Regions from separate parts of the Zea mays genome. Here all the other regions are linked to region 1. Evidence: chromatin contacts called from public Hi-C data. All regions are on one chromosome and are shown on one strand. The core of a region is the stretch at or near the end of the contact, and the rest is flanking DNA. Distances in the headings are between cores, read along the strand shown.

Region 1 (2,988 bases), core at 197-2,696:
CTCTCAGCAGACACTTGCCAAACGGTTTTTAAAATGATTCTGATTCTCTAGAAGAAACAGGAGGATCAGCTCCTCACGAGGATCAGGATCTGGAGCTAAAGAAGCAGGAGCCAGAGCTTTACCAAACGGGCCCTTAATTCCCTCGAATCCCCTGTATGTTATCATACTCTTTCCAGCATGTTGACGTAGTCGTAGCATAAATTTTGCATTAGTAGTATTCCTTTGGAATGCTCGGACTACCCGCCTTGTTCCATTAAGCAAACCATTAGACGGATGTTTTCTCAGTAATATAATTGGACAATTAACCTTAGGATGTTTTGAGCGACTTGTTCTGGGCATTTTCGAGGAGCTAAACAATGTACAATCTCGACGGAGCTGAGCTGAGAGAAAAGTGCGTAAAGATACGTGCTCATAATCTCGAGGATTTTTGGTAACCAAAACGAACCACGGACGGATCGGGAGAAGATAAGGTCCCGCACTGCCATTGCATGTGATGTGAGACTATGCGAGGAGAAGGAGGAGCGTATACGTACCGGCGATGGGCGGCGCTGCGGCGACGACGTCGGGGAGGTCGAAGTTGATGCCCTCGGTGATTGTGGGGACCCTGCGCATGATCATCTCGAGGCAGGCGCCGGAGCTTCCCCCGACGTCTACGAGCGTGGCGACGCCGCGAAACCCGCCGGCGGCGCCGTAGCCGTCGAGGAGGGCACCCATGAAGGGCTCGGATACCCCCGCCATGGCGCGGAGCATGACCCGGTTGGCGTCCTGGTCCTTGCCGTAGTAGGCGTAGGCGGTGACCCCGGCGTTGGCGCGCGCGAACGGCTCGGGCCCCGCGGGGTCAAGCACGGCCTCGTGCAGGCGGGGCCACGCCGCCACCAGCGCGTCCTGGTGGTGCTGCAGCACGTAGTCGGCGTAGGACGCGCCCGAGGCGGGCCCCGGCACCAGGGTGCGGCCCACCGCGGTGAGCGCGAATAGCCGCCGCCGCGTGGTGGGCGTGGACTCGGTGGACTCGGAGAAAACGCCGCGGGACGCCAGCAGGCGGAGCAGCCGCTCCAGGACGGACGGGTCCGGGTGGCCCGGCGGGAGGAGGTCGGCCGCTGACATGGGCGCGTTGGCGCCGCCCGCCCACACCGCGGCCGGCACGCCCAGCCGGATCACGGCCGCCAGCGCCATCGGCACCGACACCATGTTCGCCAGCTCCATCATCGCCAGCCTGGCCTCCGCCGGGGACATGTCGTCCCTCGCGGCGGCGGCGGCGGCGGTGGCGCCGTTTGCGGACGGCGGCGGCATTGCTTTTGGTGGTTTGGATTGACGGCACGCCGCACGCTACGGGAGGGGAATGGCGTGCGCGCGCGCGTGTTCAGTTCAGTGTGTGGTGGAGGGAGCGACAGGACAGGATTTCTACTGCAGTACTGCTACAGCGGCGGACGGGACTCGTGTGTGATCTGGAGACTCCCAAGACTGCAACGGCCTGATCACATTCACATGACCCCGTCGGCCCCGCGCCGAAAATCACGAGCCCGAATCCCAATCACGACGGGCACACTCGAATGGAGACGCGATCTGTTTTTATTTATTTTCGATTTTTGAGGAATGGGGAAGCAGAGTGCACACTCGAATTTATAATACTGTTTTGATATGTTTTTTTCAGCACTGTACAAAGTAAGCCTTTTTTATTTTGAAGAATTCTTTGTATTCTCACATTTCTATGGCACTGATACTTTTTTTTTGCGTCACTGGTATTCCTGTTTATGGGGTTGTCGTCTGTTTGGCCCAGCCCCAGCATGGTTGCGATTGCAAACGCGTCGCACGTCATCTTGCAGACCATGCCTGTTGCTCCTGAGTGCGAAAGACGTATGCACAGCACAATAATACTGTACTATATTTCATCAATATTCATATGTGATATGTTTGTAAGCGTACATTCTCCGTGTAGCGTACAACAGCAGCTCGAAACATCACGGACCGTGCATTTGAAAGAGAAGTCGACTCAACCAAAGGCAACGGGAGCTGAAAGCTACATACCCACTACCACACTACGGACTGATACGCAGATGTAACGCACCAAACACTGACACATCACAGCTCAATGCTCACTGGGAGGACCAGAGAGTGATCAAGGAACCTGGTATATACCAATGCATTGCTGGTGTCTGCTTCAGTTGAGGATCAGTCAGTGTATAAATATACAGTGAAACAGCTTGCACTGGGGACACCACTTCCCAACGCAAGCTCTTCCAAAAATTAATGGCACGCCCTTTGCCGCCTGCGTCTCGGCGACACGAGCAGCAAGGCAACGAATATGCAGGCAACGTAAGTAGCCTCCCCTATAGATTCACAAAGGAGGAAAAACAGAGTTCTTTTTTGGGGGATTGGGAGGGGGTCCATTTCCTAAACAAGCTTTTCTTCACTTGCAGCAAAACTTCGCTTGCCGTCAACTTATTCCTTTCCTACTGACTGTATCTTCCACCACCTTACATTACCGAGTATGCGCGGACCACCTCCACGATGGGAGCCCGGCAGAGCGGGCACTTGCCGCCGCTGCGCACCAGCTCATTTGCACATTTCGAGCAAGTACACATGTGCCCACACCTGCCATCATCACCCGAAAGGTTTAAAGCATTACAAATCACGCATCACATACACCAGCTTGTGCACAAGGAACCTGAAATGTCATGTGGAGTACCCACCTGTACAGTAGAGAATCAATCTGTGAATCACAGCATACGCAGCAGGTTCCTGTCCTCACCTGATTCCATTTTGATCCATCGTCACACAGATCCATCGACAATCCTGACAAAAACAAGCAGTTTAATAAGACCATTCATACTTGCACAATGAGTGAAACCTACAGAAAACAAGTGGACCTCGATTGATGGTAACAGTCACTAGGAAATAAATAAATAAACTTGGTAAGCAAATAATGAAAATACGTTTCTGGTTTGGGTGCAAATCATTGTTCATATTATTAGATATAGAAACAGTACT
Region 2 (2,988 bases), core at 357-2,856, 250 kb before region 1:
AGTAAGTACGGGTCTAACATTACAGCTGGTGCAAAACAATAAATAAATATCAACCTCATTGTAATCTACCATATGTCCACAAAAATATCTAACACCAAGTTCGGAAGGAACTAATCCATATTTAGCTTCAATACCACATTTGCAGAGTACTGGATCAAACTTCAACTCTTTCGCCCACCGTTTTTTTTCTCTTTTCCTTTACCTCTGCCTCTGGCCAATGGGACAAAGGACCATACAACCACTCTCTGAAACGACACTTACGCCACCCGTATGGCTGCAGGAGAATAAATTAGTAATTTATTGTAAAAAACAAGTTTATATAACCTCGCGCATCGATGGGCTCACATAATCAATGTTCGGACACACGAAGTGCTTCACAGTGTTTTCGTCGATGACAGTACGATCTCCACAATCGCATCGAGACGGTGAGTCCATCCTTCTTTCTGTTGCTACCTCCTTTTCCGCATCCGTCATTGGTGGAGGATTCGAGGGAGGAGGTATCCAACGTTTAAAACGCTCATGACTAGTCTTTCCACACGACCAATTAGTGAAAAGAAAATATCGAGGGTCAAATTTATCAGGACCATCGATCCACTGGAAAAAGAAACACCTCAGGTGCTCCTAAAACAATGGAACGAAGCACTATTACACATCTAGTAAATAAAAAATTCAAACAAAATTAAGTCACAAGTCATAAGCTACGTACGTTAAAACCGCCACAAAGGTAGACGCAGCGAGCAGCCGTGTCTGGATGTTTGGATTGACATACCCAAGCTAGTCTGCCACAGTCATAATTAAGCACAGAAAGTTTAGGAGGAACAGGAGCATCCTTACTAGATACGTCCGGATATAACTTCCGAGGACGACCTCTCTTCTGCCATAACGCCTCCCGGTACATATCTTTCATCTAATAAACGATTATAATTATCACTTGTACCTAATAGACTTTATAATCGGTTTACACAAACTATCAAATGAAATGTACTCATCATATTAACGATACTATATATATTATGAGCAACATTGGAAACTAATAATCGAAAAAGTACATCCCAATATACAAAACGAATCAGTGAGACACCAAACCTTGGTCTACGAAGTGTTGCAACTCGAAACTTTGAATACAACAACTTTTGACGAAGTTTTGAATTGAGAGGAGATGAGGTCTTCTCCGCCAGCAGCGCGACCGATTTTATAGGCCTCCGTAGCTCGGCGCCAAGATCTGTGGCGCCGAGCTACGAGGCCGCATCGACGCCGCGTCATCCGTAAGACGCAGGTAGCCGTTAGTGCCACGTCAGAGCTCGGCGCCATAGCCTATGGCGCCGAGATGTGTTACCTCGGCGCCATAGGCTATAACGCCGAGTATCGGGTCTAAACATGCATATAAAATTTCTGGGGGTTTAATTGTATATTTTTGTCGCATAAAGGGCTAAAAAACAAAAAATTCGGAACACCCGAACGCATATTTCGGCTGGGCTGGCATTTTCTACCACTGGGCTCATCTAGTAGCCACTAAAGCCCACCAGCTTCTCCCCAGCCAGGCCCAACGGGCTCTGTCCTCGGCCTTCCTCAGCAACTCCCCTCCCCTCCCCTCCCCTCCACTCCATTCCCCTCGTCGCCGACCACCACCCACCATGGCGGGGGCGGCATCTCCGCCTCAGGCCCTACCCCCGGCCCCGACCCTCCAGGCCTCCTTCCTCTGCTCCCTCGCGCTCGCCTTCCTCCGGGCCGGCCGCCTCTCCGCTGCCTCTCACGTCGTCTCCTCACTCCCCGCTCCGCCTCCCGCCCGCCTCCTCCGCCGCCTCATCCCCGCGCTCGCCTCCTCGGGCCTCGTCGCCGCCGCCTCCCGCTTCCGCCCCGTCCCAGGTGACCCGCTCACCCTCAACTCCATCATCCTCTCCTACTGCAGCCTCCACGCGCTCCGGCCCGCGCTTAGCCTGCTCCGTTCCTCCTCGGGGCCCCAGCCGCAGGTCGCGGCCGACACCGTCAGCTACAACATCTTCCTCGCTGGCCTCTCCGAGCAGGGACACGGGAGGCTCGCGCCGCCCGTGCTCTCCGAGATGTGCAAGCGCGGCGTGCCCTGGGACGGGGTCACCATGAGCACGGCGCTCGTGGGGCTGAGCAGGACCGGACTTGTCGGCGAGGCCGCGGCGTTGGCGGAGATGCTGGTCCGAGGCCGAGGAATTGATGGCTTGGGTGTGGTGGGATGGAATGCTCTCATTGACGGCTACTGTAAAGTCCAGGACATGGCCGCAGCATTGGCGGTGGTGGAGAGGATGACTACACAAGGGCTGTCGCTTGATGTGGTGGGGTACAATACCCTGGTTGCCGGGTTTTTCTACTCCGGCGATGCTGATGCTGCATGGGAGGTAGCGGAGAGGATGAAGGCGGATGGGGTGGAGCCGAGTGTGGTCACACACACGACGCTCATTGGGGAGTATTGTAAGATGAAGCGGATCGAGGAGGCGTTCACTCTGTACGAGGGTATGGTCAGGTCGGGTGTGCTGCCTGATGTGGTCACCCTTAGTGCTCTTGTTGATGGCCTATGCAGGGATGGCCGGTTCTCAGAGGCATATGCACTTTTCAGGGAGATGGACAAGATTGGAGTCGCTCCAAACCATGTGACATATTGTACATTTATCGATTCATTAGCGAAAGTGCAGAGGGTGAACGAGTCACTGGGTCTATTGGGAGAGATGGTCTCAAGGGGCGTGGCCATGGATCTGGTCATGTATACAACTGTGATGGACCGTTTAGGTAAGGAAGGGAAGATTGAGGAAGCTAAGGATGTGCTTCGGCATGCTTTGTCGGATAATATTACTCCCAATTGTGTAACTTACACTGTACTGGTCGATGCACACTGCAGAGCTGGCAATATCGATGGCGCAGAGCAGATGCTGTTGCAAATGGAGGAGAAATCCGTTAGCCCCAATGTTGTCACATTCTCATCAATCCTCAATGGTCTTGTTAAAAGAGGATGCATCGCCA
Region 3 (2,988 bases), core at 320-2,819, 190 kb before region 1:
CTGCCCGGGAAAGCATAATTACTGAACCAGAACTTTTTGAAGCTAAGCTCTGTTTTGGTAGTCCATCAGGGGTAGAACCCTGATTTGATGAAGATGCATCACCTATATCATCGGGACTTGCTGCAGCACTTGAAACATCAACCGCATCATCCTCAAAGACAAAGAGCAATACAGGAATGCATTGGCCTGGCAAGACAGAAGGAGTTGAACTGGTTCCAGACATAAGTGAGATAGCCGAGGACTGACGCCCAGCGTGACCTCCTCGGCGTGTTGGAGGGGAGACGGAAGAAGCCCTGTGGGTTGCTCTTGTTGGGGTGTCAGAGGCAACAGTTCTGGCAGGCATTGCAGCTGCCACCAATGGCTTGACAAATGGAGCGAGAGCATGCTTTGAAGATTGCAGCAGTCGGAACTTCTTTAAGGTTTGTGTGTTAAATCTGAAGCCTTGTTGCAGAAATATAATTACGTGGCAGACCTAGAATGTTGCAAAGTAAAACCAATCCATGAATCCTTCATTTTGTCACAGAAAACCAAAGAAACAAGAGACCATAGTAGTCATTTGGGTGGTCAAAGGCCCCTGCTATTCTAGATATATGATCATGAAGCAGTGAATCTAAAAAATAACAGGCAGGTAAAAATATGACGATGAAGTCTAAAATTTCTATGATCAGAGAACCAGACATTAGCCACGTTTGAACACAGGCAAGAGGAACACTTTGCACGTTTATTTAGTTGTAAAATGTCAACTCAACATAGACAATCAGTGGCAGCTATTACAAGCATGTATAGAAATCTATGAAATTTTAAACGAAAAAACAAAAACAAAACAGCATCGTCAGGCTGTGCAGGTGTTTTAAGTGCATCAAATCGTCAATAGCTAGCTGAAATAATGCGATAGAACGACGAGCTGAAGCTGATCCTATATAAAGGGTCAGAATAGGCGGAGGCTTTGGGGTCAGCTTTGGCAGTTCGATTCCCAGGATAGCAAACCTACCGTATAATGTAATGAGCAAAAGGAGGGTAAGAATCCGAGCTCACAGAGAACATGAAGAGCATCTCCGGTAGTTCGCCGTCATCGCAGCATCCTGCCACCGCCTCGAGCGGCGCGGGCGGCGGCGGCGTGAGGTGAAGGAACACCATCCTCTTGCCGGCGTCGCGGTGGTACCTTACCCTTCCCGCGAGGCTCCCCGCCGAGCCACCGGGAGAGAAGACGTGGGCGTCGAGGATCCGGTCCGCGAGGCGGGCGGTCCCCGCGGCGCCCACGAAGCCGACGGCGACGACCCCGTCGCGGGAGGCGGGCGACGGGGCCGCCGGGCCCGTGGAGGAGGGGTTCGGGGAGGTCGGCGGAGGAGTGCGGGAGAGGACACGGACGGCCGCGGAGTGGGTCGCCGGAGGCGAAGGCGGCTCCATCGCCGGCGGCGAGGTGGGGGCGGAGGATGTCGCGCTTGTTGGCTACGACAGCCTATAGTAGTCGGCTTTGTCGCGGAGGGTGGTTTCGTTTGGGGTTAAGGCCTTTCGGAGGACAGGCTGCGGAAGTAGTGGGCCGCTTTGTTGGTCTAGATGGACCGGGAATCATATATTTTGTCTTGATTTCCGGCCCGTACACCTTGCGCTTGTCAAATCACAATGCTGCCGATTCTTTTTTTTTTTACAAAGCAATAATGGAATGAGAAAAATACTTGTAGCAAACTGCGGGGCTACCCAGCTATTTTTATTTAAGTTCGACATGAAGCTGAAGCCATCTAAACAGGGTTGAACACTGTATCGTGTCCACACAATACTAATGACCTTTAAATGTGTACATGTAAAAAATAAAATAAAATGTGACGGACACCACCCCACCGACACTGCTATGCCTATGCGTTTAGGCACGCGTGCCGAGGCAGTCTCGCTGGACTGGAGGACACATGAGGTCGGGTCGCGGCGGGGGCGTCGGCGATGCAGAGAGGAGAGAGGCCGTCGGTCCGGTCGGGATGGCCCGCCCAGATCGACCCGGTCCGTTTTTTCCCTGAGCCCAGTTAATCCAGCCAGGTAAAAAGGAAAAAAATTAAAAGCAACTGCGGCCCGTCATCTATCTATTTATCCATCACGCCGGGCCACGGGTAACGACGGGTCACACAGGCAGCACAGCCAGGAGCCAGCAGCGGCAGCTTTCCCTCTGTCACGCTCACACGCCTGCAGGCCGGCCAGCTCCATTGCCAACCATCGTCGAGCTTGCAGCTCGCTGGTCGCATCGTCCGTCCAACGCCACCTATGGCCGCCGCTCCTCCTGCCCGGCACCGGCACCGGCACCGGCACGCGCTGCTTATTTTTGTTGTTGTTACTGCAGCTGCAGCAGGAGCAGACGCGCAGCATCCGCCGTTGCCGGGGTTCTACCCGAGCAAGCGTTACCGCGCGCGTCCCTTCTCCCGCGACTTCCGCACCCTGTGGGGCGCGCAGCACCAGTCGGTGTCCGGCGGCGGCGGCGGCGGCGGCGTGACCATCTGGCTGGACTCGACGTCCGGGAGCGGGTTCAAGTCGCGGCGGGCGTTCCGGTCGGGCTACTTCGGCGCGTCGGTGAAGCTGCAGGCCGGGTACACGGCCGGGGTCATCACGGCCTTCTACCTGTCGAACGCGGACGCGCACCCGGGGTTCCACGACGAGGTGGACATGGAGTTCCTGGGCACCACGCCGGGGCAGCCGTACACGCTGCAGACCAACGTGTACGTCCTCGGCTCCGGCGACGGCGGGCCTGGCAGGGTCGTCGGGCGGGAGGTCAAGTTCCGCCTGGACTGGTTCGACCCCACCGCCGACTTCCACCACTACGCCATCCTCTGGAGCCCCACGCACATCATGTAAGTTCGAACTAGCTTAGTGAAGTGAGTGAGTGTTAACTAATAATGGCGATGCAAATGCAAGCGGCCGGCCAACCATGCATCAACAGCGACAGTGACAGTGTACCCGTACGGCGCCCAGGAGGCCGTACCGCTGCAGCATGCCTTTAACTGACGC

Evidence for each region. Hi-C and Micro-C count contacts between places; a contact is called where the count stands out from the background.
Region 2: a Hi-C map of leaf shows a contact between it and region 1, with 5 times the contacts expected there. The contact joins the promoter of LOC103654097 here to the promoter of LOC100283243 in region 1. A contact is called at or near these places in 10 of 25 Hi-C or Micro-C datasets (bundle sheath, ear, endosperm and 4 more).
Region 3: a contact with region 1 is called in a Hi-C map of tassel, with 9 times the contacts expected there. The contact joins the promoter of LOC103654098 here to the promoter of LOC100283243 in region 1. A contact is called at or near these places in 6 of 25 Hi-C or Micro-C datasets (bundle sheath, ear, endosperm and 2 more) and 1 of 3 datasets of contacts at active chromatin or transcription factors (leaf).

Annotation. Positions count from the first base shown.
Region 1 is chr4:175,085,885-175,088,872 of Zm-B73-REFERENCE-NAM-5.0, forward strand. LOC100283243 reads right to left here and starts at 1,447. Exons shown (of 3, transcript NM_001156145.2): 1 at 534-1,447. The coding sequence starts at 1,290. It overlaps LOC103654099 (RING/U-box superfamily protein), which reads right to left. Exons shown (of 7, transcript XM_008680923.4): 6 at 2,691-2,793; 7 at 1,864-2,592. The coding sequence ends at 2,475.
Region 2 is chr4:174,840,021-174,843,008 of Zm-B73-REFERENCE-NAM-5.0, forward strand. LOC103654097 (pentatricopeptide repeat-containing protein At5g14770, mitochondrial) reads left to right here and starts at 1,607. Exons shown (of 4, transcript XM_035967404.1): 1 at 1,607-2,988. The coding sequence starts at 1,635.
Region 3 is chr4:174,899,048-174,902,035 of Zm-B73-REFERENCE-NAM-5.0, forward strand. It overlaps LOC103654098 (DUF2146 family protein), which reads right to left and starts at 1,570. Exons shown (of 8, transcript XM_035967409.1): 1 at 1,036-1,570; 2 at 1-472. The coding sequence starts at 1,407. It overlaps LOC100273667 (putative xyloglucan endotransglucosylase/hydrolase protein 32), which reads left to right and starts at 2,097. Exons shown (of 2, transcript NM_001148080.1): 1 at 2,097-2,831. The coding sequence starts at 2,251.